Linked DNA regions of Mus musculus: region 1 is linked to region 2. The links are chromatin contacts, called in public promoter capture Hi-C maps. All regions are on one chromosome and are shown on one strand. Each heading gives the region's core, a stretch centred on a gene start, on an enhancer-like site or on the middle of the called end of the contact. The rest is flanking DNA. Distances are from core to core; before and after follow the strand shown. Region 1 overlaps Gm40085 (predicted gene, 40085). Region 2 holds the start of Fcrl1 (Fc receptor-like 1).

What was found. Promoter capture Hi-C pulls out the DNA fragments that hold promoters and counts their contacts.
Region 1: a contact with region 2 is called in a promoter capture Hi-C map of macrophages, with 5 read pairs. The contact joins the enhancer-like site here to the promoter of Fcrl1 in region 2. A contact is called at or near these places in 18 of 39 promoter capture datasets (the 3T3-L1 cell line, 3T3-L1-derived adipocytes, the C10 cell line and 13 more), 2 of 15 datasets of contacts at CTCF or cohesin (CD8 T cells and large pre-B cells), 3 of 484 Hi-C or Micro-C datasets (B cells, LSK cells and bone marrow-derived macrophages), 7 of 115 datasets of contacts at active chromatin or transcription factors (the 230-238 cell line, CD8 T cells, bone marrow-derived macrophages and 2 more) and 4 of 9 other capture datasets (adipose tissue, bone marrow-derived macrophages, liver and 1 more).

The regions. Positions count from the first base shown.
Region 1 is chr3:87,485,848-87,489,559 of GRCm38.p6, forward strand. It overlaps Gm40085 (predicted gene, 40085), which reads right to left. Exons shown (of 2, transcript NR_168327.1): 2 at 1,174-1,482. It also overlaps a transcript of Fcrl5 not described here. Among named protein-coding and RNA genes, the nearest start is that of Gm40085, 25 kb to the right of the region's middle. Within about 2 kb of position 1,369, at least 52 of the 459 cell types and tissues checked have an H3K27ac peak or open chromatin away from gene starts, as enhancers often do. A contact at or near this core is called in the 230-238 cell line, B cells, CD8 T cells and 2 more, where this site is marked.
Region 2 is chr3:87,374,070-87,377,958 of GRCm38.p6, forward strand. It overlaps Fcrl1 (Fc receptor-like 1), which reads left to right and starts at 2,318. Exons shown (of 10, transcript NM_178165.4): 1 at 2,318-2,456. The coding sequence starts at 2,426. Gm31940 (a long non-coding RNA gene) reads right to left here and starts at 3,534. Exons shown (of 3, transcript XR_867410.3): 1 at 3,018-3,534; 2 at 1,991-2,075.

The DNA.
Region 1 (3,712 bases), core at 119-2,618, 110 kb after region 2:
CAAGCCTTGGATTATCTTTATCATTTCCATCAGCCTTATGCTTTCTTGAAACCACCAGTTTGTGGTTTCTTGGACATCAGTCAAACAATTATTTTTCTTAAGCTCTTTGTTCTTGATTTCAGCAAGCTGGTTCTTTGTTTTATCTTTAAACTCCTTGTGCTCTTTGAGGAAGTTTATAATGGTTCTTTCAAATTCTGTGTTCTGAGGTTCATCTAGGTAATTCTCATTGTTAAACATTTCTACAAAACGGGTACATTTTAGAGAGAAGATGGTGGTTTGATTCTTCATACTGTTATTATTGCAATGAGTAGAGCATGTGAACTTCCTTTGTTAGTTCAAGTTTCCTATGGACAGAAAATGTTGGGGTGGAAGGGAAGATGTGGGTGCAGGTTGGATCTAGATGTTAGAAATGGCTTAGTGGAATTGAAGTCAGGTAGACAGAGGGAACTGGGATGGCATAGAAGATGTGTTTCCTGTTCCAATCATGGAGTGATGGGTAGAAAGGTTAGATATGGCATGGTAGAGTCCTATAGTTTGGGGATATGTAGTGAGAGGATCCTGCCTAGGGATCTTTTACAGTGAAGGCAGGGTATGTCGGTGGGAAGGTTAAGAGATCAAGGCGAAATCCTCTGGACTGTGGAAAGGGTATAAATGGGAGGTCAGGGATACACACTAGGCTAGACCCTTGAGGAAGACATGGGAAATCTGGATATTTGGGGAAGCCTCATCTTCACAAAGATGGGATATCTTTTGAGGTTGTAGAGTTGGCCCAACAAAGAACTGGGGACAGGGGCTTTGGGTAGGTCAGATTTCAGCAGAAACCTAGAGCTTGGCTGTGGTATAGATTGTTTAGTCAGAGTAGGCCAAGGCACAGAATGTGAGACCCAGGCTAGAGCCTGGAGGAGGACATGGAAAGTCTGGGTGCCTAATGGGGTAGTGTGGAAAAGACTTATAGTGGATCTATTCAGTTTCAGGTAGCACAAATTTTGATAGAAGCCTAGATGTTAGCTACAGTGCAAGCAAGAGTCTCTAGTCTTCCATTTTCTTTTTTTTTTTCCAAGCCCAATGCCCTGAAGACAACATTGTATGTAACTATAGTTCAAGACCAGAGGCTGGCTCCTGTTCAATGTACCAGGTTAAGCCACTTACCAAAGAAAGCAAAGAAAAGTAAGATGAGAGGCAAGAAAATATTTTATCAAAACAGTTGTTTAGAGAGGCACAAAACACTGGAGCCCACCTTCATGGTCCTGGCATGAGTTTTAACATTAAATAGAGGAAGAATTGAGGCAGTGATGAGAAGCACATATAAGTAAGCCATCTTGGTCCAAGAGTGTTCCAGTTACTCATTCTCTACAGTCTGATTCAGCCATGTGGCCCAAAGAAGTCCTTCTTGCTAAGGGAGCAGTCTTGTTCCCCATGAGATGATTGCTCCTACTTAGGCTATCTCATGATGGAATGATTTGTTTGTAGGTTCTGATGTGTCTGGAATACAAGATGAACACAGATTTAGAATCTTGATGAGGGTGTGGCAGCATTCTTTGATTACACACATCTTTGTTTCTTTAGCCTTGAAGAGAACTGAGAGTATTATCATTTTTGAGACAGTTTTAAGCCTGCCTTCTGACTGGTGATTCTCCAGCCTCAGCCTCCCATGTCTAGAATTATAGCAATGCATCACACGGCTGCTCAGACAGATGTTCCTTCGGTAATTAGCATGCCCAAGTTAACTGTCCAGTTAAGCATAAAGTTTGAAGGAACGGGGTCGGGGGTGGGGAACAATAAAAACTGAAGTCCCAAAAGCTAGACTTTCACTCAGCTCTGAGTCACCTTACAGGCCCCAGAGAGGAGTTGGTGCTTTTCATTAAGAGCAATGTCTAAGAGCCTGTTATAGATTCCCTTTAATATATTTCACCTGCTAAAGAGCATCCAGAAATGGAATGGTCTCCATTCTGTCACAAAAGCTCCCTATTTTAAATGACGCTGAAGAGCTCACTGATCATTCCACAGCCCTATTTCACAAATGTGCTCTATCCAGTCCACTAAGCTGCATGAAACTCACTGGATGTTCATTGCTGGCTGGGGTTCTTTGTAATACGAGTCAAAGCCTTCCTACCATTCAGCTCATTAGCTCTTACTATTTTGTTTCTTTTCTTTTTGAAAACTTCATACAAGAATACATTCTTGTGTGTTGAGCATTCATTCCCCCACCCCCACCCTCTGACTCAGTGCTTCTTTCTCACCAGTCCCCTGATAGTTTCATTTCTCCTTTCACAACACACACACAGACACACACATACACACAATGTGGTTCAGTGACAGAATGCTAAACGAAACCAACCACATCATATTTGCATAGGATCTTTTAGTTCTAGAAACTGTTTGTTCTTTTATAAAGAGGGTTTTCATTGAGTTTCCTGAATCTGAAGGCTGAGAGTCTTTTCACTGGGAGCTGGAAACTCCTCACATACAAGAGTCACATTTGTTCCTTTGAGCCTGTGTCTTACTCCACAATACATACTCTCCTGAAGGTGGTCACCTCCTCTGGTTTTTAGGGTTTGCTAAGAACCATTATGAAATAATTCCCAGTGTGTTAACATTTCTTCTAGGCTCTGCCCCACAGTTACCAGGCAACAGCCAGGTATGTCTGACTCATTATAAAAGGGGCTACTTGCCCCCTCCTCACTCTCTTGCTCTCTTACTCTCTTGCTCTCTAACCCTCTTCCCTCTCTGTCCCTTCTCTCCCCATTCCCCTCCCCCATCTCTCCACATGTTTATGGCTGGCTTCTTCTCTTCTACTCCTCTATTCTCTCTCCCTCTCTCTCTCTCTCTCTCTCTCTCTCTCTCTCTCTCTCTCTCTCTCTCTCTCTCCCTCCCTCCCTCCAACCCTCCCTCCCTCCCTTCTCAACTCTCAACTCTCTCTCAACTCCCCTCCCCATGCCCTAAAATAAACTCTACTCTATACTATATCCATCGTGTGACTGGTCTCTCAGGGGGACGGGATGCCTCAGCATGGGCCCACAGAGGCACCCCCTTCCCAGCACCATACTGTGCCTCTACCAAACATATCCCTGACTTCTTTTTCTTTTCTTTTTTTTTTTTTTTTTTTTTTTTAATGAAACACAACACCCAGGGCCAGGCAGCGTGTCAGAGAGGAGGAAGAATCAATACCCAGGAATGATAAGGAGGTTTTCTGCACACTGTTACTCTCATCCAACTTTTTCATATTTTATAGGAGAACAGGTGATAAAATGTCATGCATAGATTTAAGACATACCCAGGCCCTGAAAAGGCTTCTGCTTAGTGGCAATGAACCTGGAAAGGAGCCCCTGAGCCAGAAGAGAAGTGTACACCAACAACTCTCCTTGCTCACTGGAGAAGCCCAGGCCAGTGCAGCCCTCTCCAGCTCAGACTCCAGAGTCTAGCTGACCCCTCTTTCACAGCACAGCTTCAAGACAGTGTTACCTCCTGTGTTTCAGGCATGGATACCACAGTGTGAAATCCTCACTTCTCTGCTCCAGGTCTGACATCTGTTTCCATCCCTTTCCCCTTCAGCCTCAGTCTTTCCCTCTTGAGAAGACATAGGGCCTCACCCCTTTTGTAGCCTAGAGTGCCTGAGCTTGGATCCTCAGCCTCCTCTTCACTGTAAGCTAGTTGCCTCTCTCCCTTCATCCTGATTTTGTAAATGTTAACAAATATTAAATGCTCTGAAGAA
Region 2 (3,889 bases), core at 1,068-3,567:
AATAAATATTATATATTTTAGTTTTTATAAAACCACAGAGACTAATCTAATCTATAGTAACAGGATGCATATTAACAAACACACGCACATGTGCACACACACACACACACACACACACACACACACACACACACACACACACACACACACACCACGGCTGCCTGGGAGAAATGAAACCCTGGACTCTAAGACTCTGAAACTCCTATGGGATTTTGAAAGTGGAGGACTGAATGACGGAAGCCCAGAGCCAGTCAGACAAGGAGCTTGCCTGGAAAGTGATTCCACACAGTTCTAACCTGTGTCAGTCCACCTTACAGGATGTTACAGGGCGGACTGAAGCCCAGACAGGGATGGGTCAGTGGTGGGCAGGACCACACCTTGACCAGGATTTCATAGATGTGCTCCTCACCTGCCCTCTACTTAAACTTTGACCTCATTTTGAATCCCTAAAAACGGACTGGGGAGGTCAGTGTTTCTCTTATCCCTCCTAATATGGGCACATTGAATTAAAGTTCTTTTTCTGCTTTTTGCTTTATATGGTTGTTTTAAGTGACTTACTGAGGGTGAGTGGCTGCAGCTGACTAGCATTTTCTAACCAGGAATGTAGCAAAGCCAGCCCATCCCCCGATCTCTGAGAGACAATGGAATAGGGACTCTCTGGCTGAACCTGGCTTCATAGGCTTGTTGAGGAAGGAAAGAGATCCTATCTCAAAGGAATAAAGAGATTGTTTTCTGGAGTGAATATGAGCAATCATGGCTCAGAAACACAGATTCAGATTCTTTCTCCAAATACCATGCTCCAACAAGGTATCAATTTCATTAACTTTTTATAGGAACAGCAAAAAAACCGTAAAGTAACACACTTTCAAATGCATCAGGTAGGCGGGTTATAGCAGAGATGGGAAGCCTGATAGAATTGTTAGCTATTTTGTTGGTGAAACATTCTATTTGTACATTCCCAAAGGATTTACATGATGGTGACAAAAGGGGTTGGTTCATGTACAAAAGCAATCAGTAGGTTGTTATTAAGAGGGATAAAGATGCCCAAGATAATTTGCCCCTGGATTTGGAACATTCCAACCTCTCCACATCACTGAAGGTCTAGTCAGTCAATCAGCATTTGAGGCACGGTTTCTTTCCAGCAATTCTCATTCACAAGGTGAAGATTGTGATCCCAGGGTGTATGCCGACCCTAGAGTGCAGACAGCAACACCAGTGTGCAGTCTGCAATCCCTGGGTACAAACTCTGACCTCAAGGTGCAGATGGAAACCCCAGAGTGCAGACTGTGACCCCAGGGTGCAGACAGCAACCTCAGAGTGCAGACCGTGATCCCAAGGTGTATGTTGTGGCCCCATGTTTAATAACACACACACACTCACTCACTCAATGTTGAGATGATGCAAATAATGTAGAACAATTACTATGATTGCATTTGTATCAGTTTACCTTTGTCAAAAATCATCTTAATATTAGATGATAAAAGATTCAAGAAATGGGAAAAATAAAATAGTTTATTCCCCTGTAATCCATAATGAGACTCACATACAAGCTTCAGGTGACAGAGAAAGGGTGATATAGATGCTAAAGGAAGCAACAGCAGGAATTGCCTACCCTTGACTGGGGTAAGGGAAGAAGGGTGTCACACAAATACAAGAGTTAGTGATGACGGTGAGCCTTTTCCAGTACACAGAGGCTAATTGGTGCATATCCAAGTCTTCCATTTTATTCCAAACTCTTCCACTCTATGACTTCCTATGACTTTTTAAAAAGTGGCTCATGTCATTTATTGGAACATTGAAATTTTAAACATGGGGAAATATCTATATGAATGGCTGGACCCTATATAAATCAGAATATACAATAGCAGCAGACACGGAACATAACCTGCGAATACTCCCTTCCATTCCTGAGTCAGACACAGAGAGACCACAATAGGAGCTTGTGAGAAAGACAGTGCATTTGATCAGATAGTTAAATAGATATCCTTACCAAAGATGGCAGTGTGTGGTGTGAAATCTGGCAGGACTCAAGCTCAGTGAGACTCTTTAAAGCCTGGATCATCTACTGGAAACCCCTGAGATACATGAATATTCATATTTTAATAATAAAGTATTAATCAAAGTTATAAAATGAAAGCCCGCATCTCCTGATACCCAAAAGCTCCAAGTCATGAAATTGAGTCATGCCATAGGAAGGAGTGTCTTCCATTCTGGGGCCTTCCTGGAGGAAGAACTGAACACTGGACAAGGTTGCTTTGTTGTATTTCTGTAAACTCGTGCTGAAGGTTAACTTCCGACCACGACTTCCTCAAACCTCAGAGAAGCTGAGGGCAGTTATCTGTGACACCTCTGTGAGTAGTCTGGTTTTGCTTTTTTTTCTTTTGGTGAGAGGCACCTTCAAGTTACCATCCCCAGCCTGGTCCTCATGCTACCTTGGCTCCTGCTACTGATCTGTGGTAAGTTAGACAACTTGGAGTGGGGTCTGGGAACGGGGATCTTAAAAAGGATAGAGAATTCGACGACTAAGTTTCTGCCTGGTGATGCTCGTGGATTCATGTAGTCTGTCTCTCTGTCTCTGTCTCGTCTCTCTTTGTGTGTGTGTCTCTGTCTTTCTGTGTGTCTCTGTCTCTCTGTCTCTGTCTCTGTCTCTCTCTCTCTCTCACACACACACACACACTCACAAAATATAGGCAACAACTTGGTCCCTCAGTTCCTTTTTCTTCTATCAACACCACTTCCTTTTATTCACATGAGAACCTTAGTGTATCACCAGCCCTCCTCATTCCCCTGTGGCCACACTCTGGTTTCTCTGGTGTCACACACCAGAATGGCAAGATTATTCCTCCATTATTAATCATTACACTTGGAAGGCTTACTCATCACTGACACGGCACAGACTCTGCAGCTCATCACCACAACATGCCGGCGGATGCTCTTTCAACTCTCTCTCCCTCCTGCACTGCCAGATGATACACTTTAACTGTGTCCAAACAATGGGACTTTAAACAAAGGCTCACCTGGCACCTTATCATCACGTGACGTGGAAACCGAATCGCAGATGTTCTTCGCATCTGTTTTCCCACTCATGCGTGGGAGCCATTGTTTCAGGTCTTCTCGTTTCTCCTCAAACTTAATCCTTTTGGGCCCCATTTTATAACTTTGATTAATAATTTATTTTAGAAGTAATAATGGCAAAAAGAAAATTCTCCATTTTTCTACTCCCATGACTACCAACTACCTGTCTGCCTTCTTCTTGCTCTGTAAATACACCTTGTCATTCATTAACCTTCTCCTCCACTCAAATGTGTCTCCATTCCAACCTGTTCCCATACATGCACAGGCATGCTGGGAGAGCTTCCCTCCTCGTTCCCGCACTGTTTCTCTTTCTCCCTTCACTCTGTGCTGGCTTGGTTCACTCTGTGCTCTGTTCACTCTGCACTGGGACAGGGTTCACTCTGCGCTAGCTTGGCAACTTCACTTTGTCTCACTTCCCTGATTCTTTCTTTAAAACAAAACAAAACAAAACAAAACAAAACAAAACAAAACAAAACAAAACAAAACAAAACAAAACAAAACAAAACAAAACACCTTCATTTTTAGTTACCTGCCTTTCTTAAGCTCTTGAAACCTTTCCCCCAGATGTCAATCAAAGCTGGGAACATTTCTATCATATCAAAGATTGCTTCAAGCTCCCAATCTTGTCCCCTGAGCTCCTCTCGCATTCTTGACCCAGGCAAGTGTTCAATCGTTTCCTTTTTTGGTGAACTCACTTTAATCAACCTTTTATCCCCACCTCTCCCCAACCTCACCCACCACTTCACCTTCGCCTCACACAGAGGTCATTTCCGGTTCCTACTCCTTATCCTCTGGGGGCAGAGCGGTGGATGAT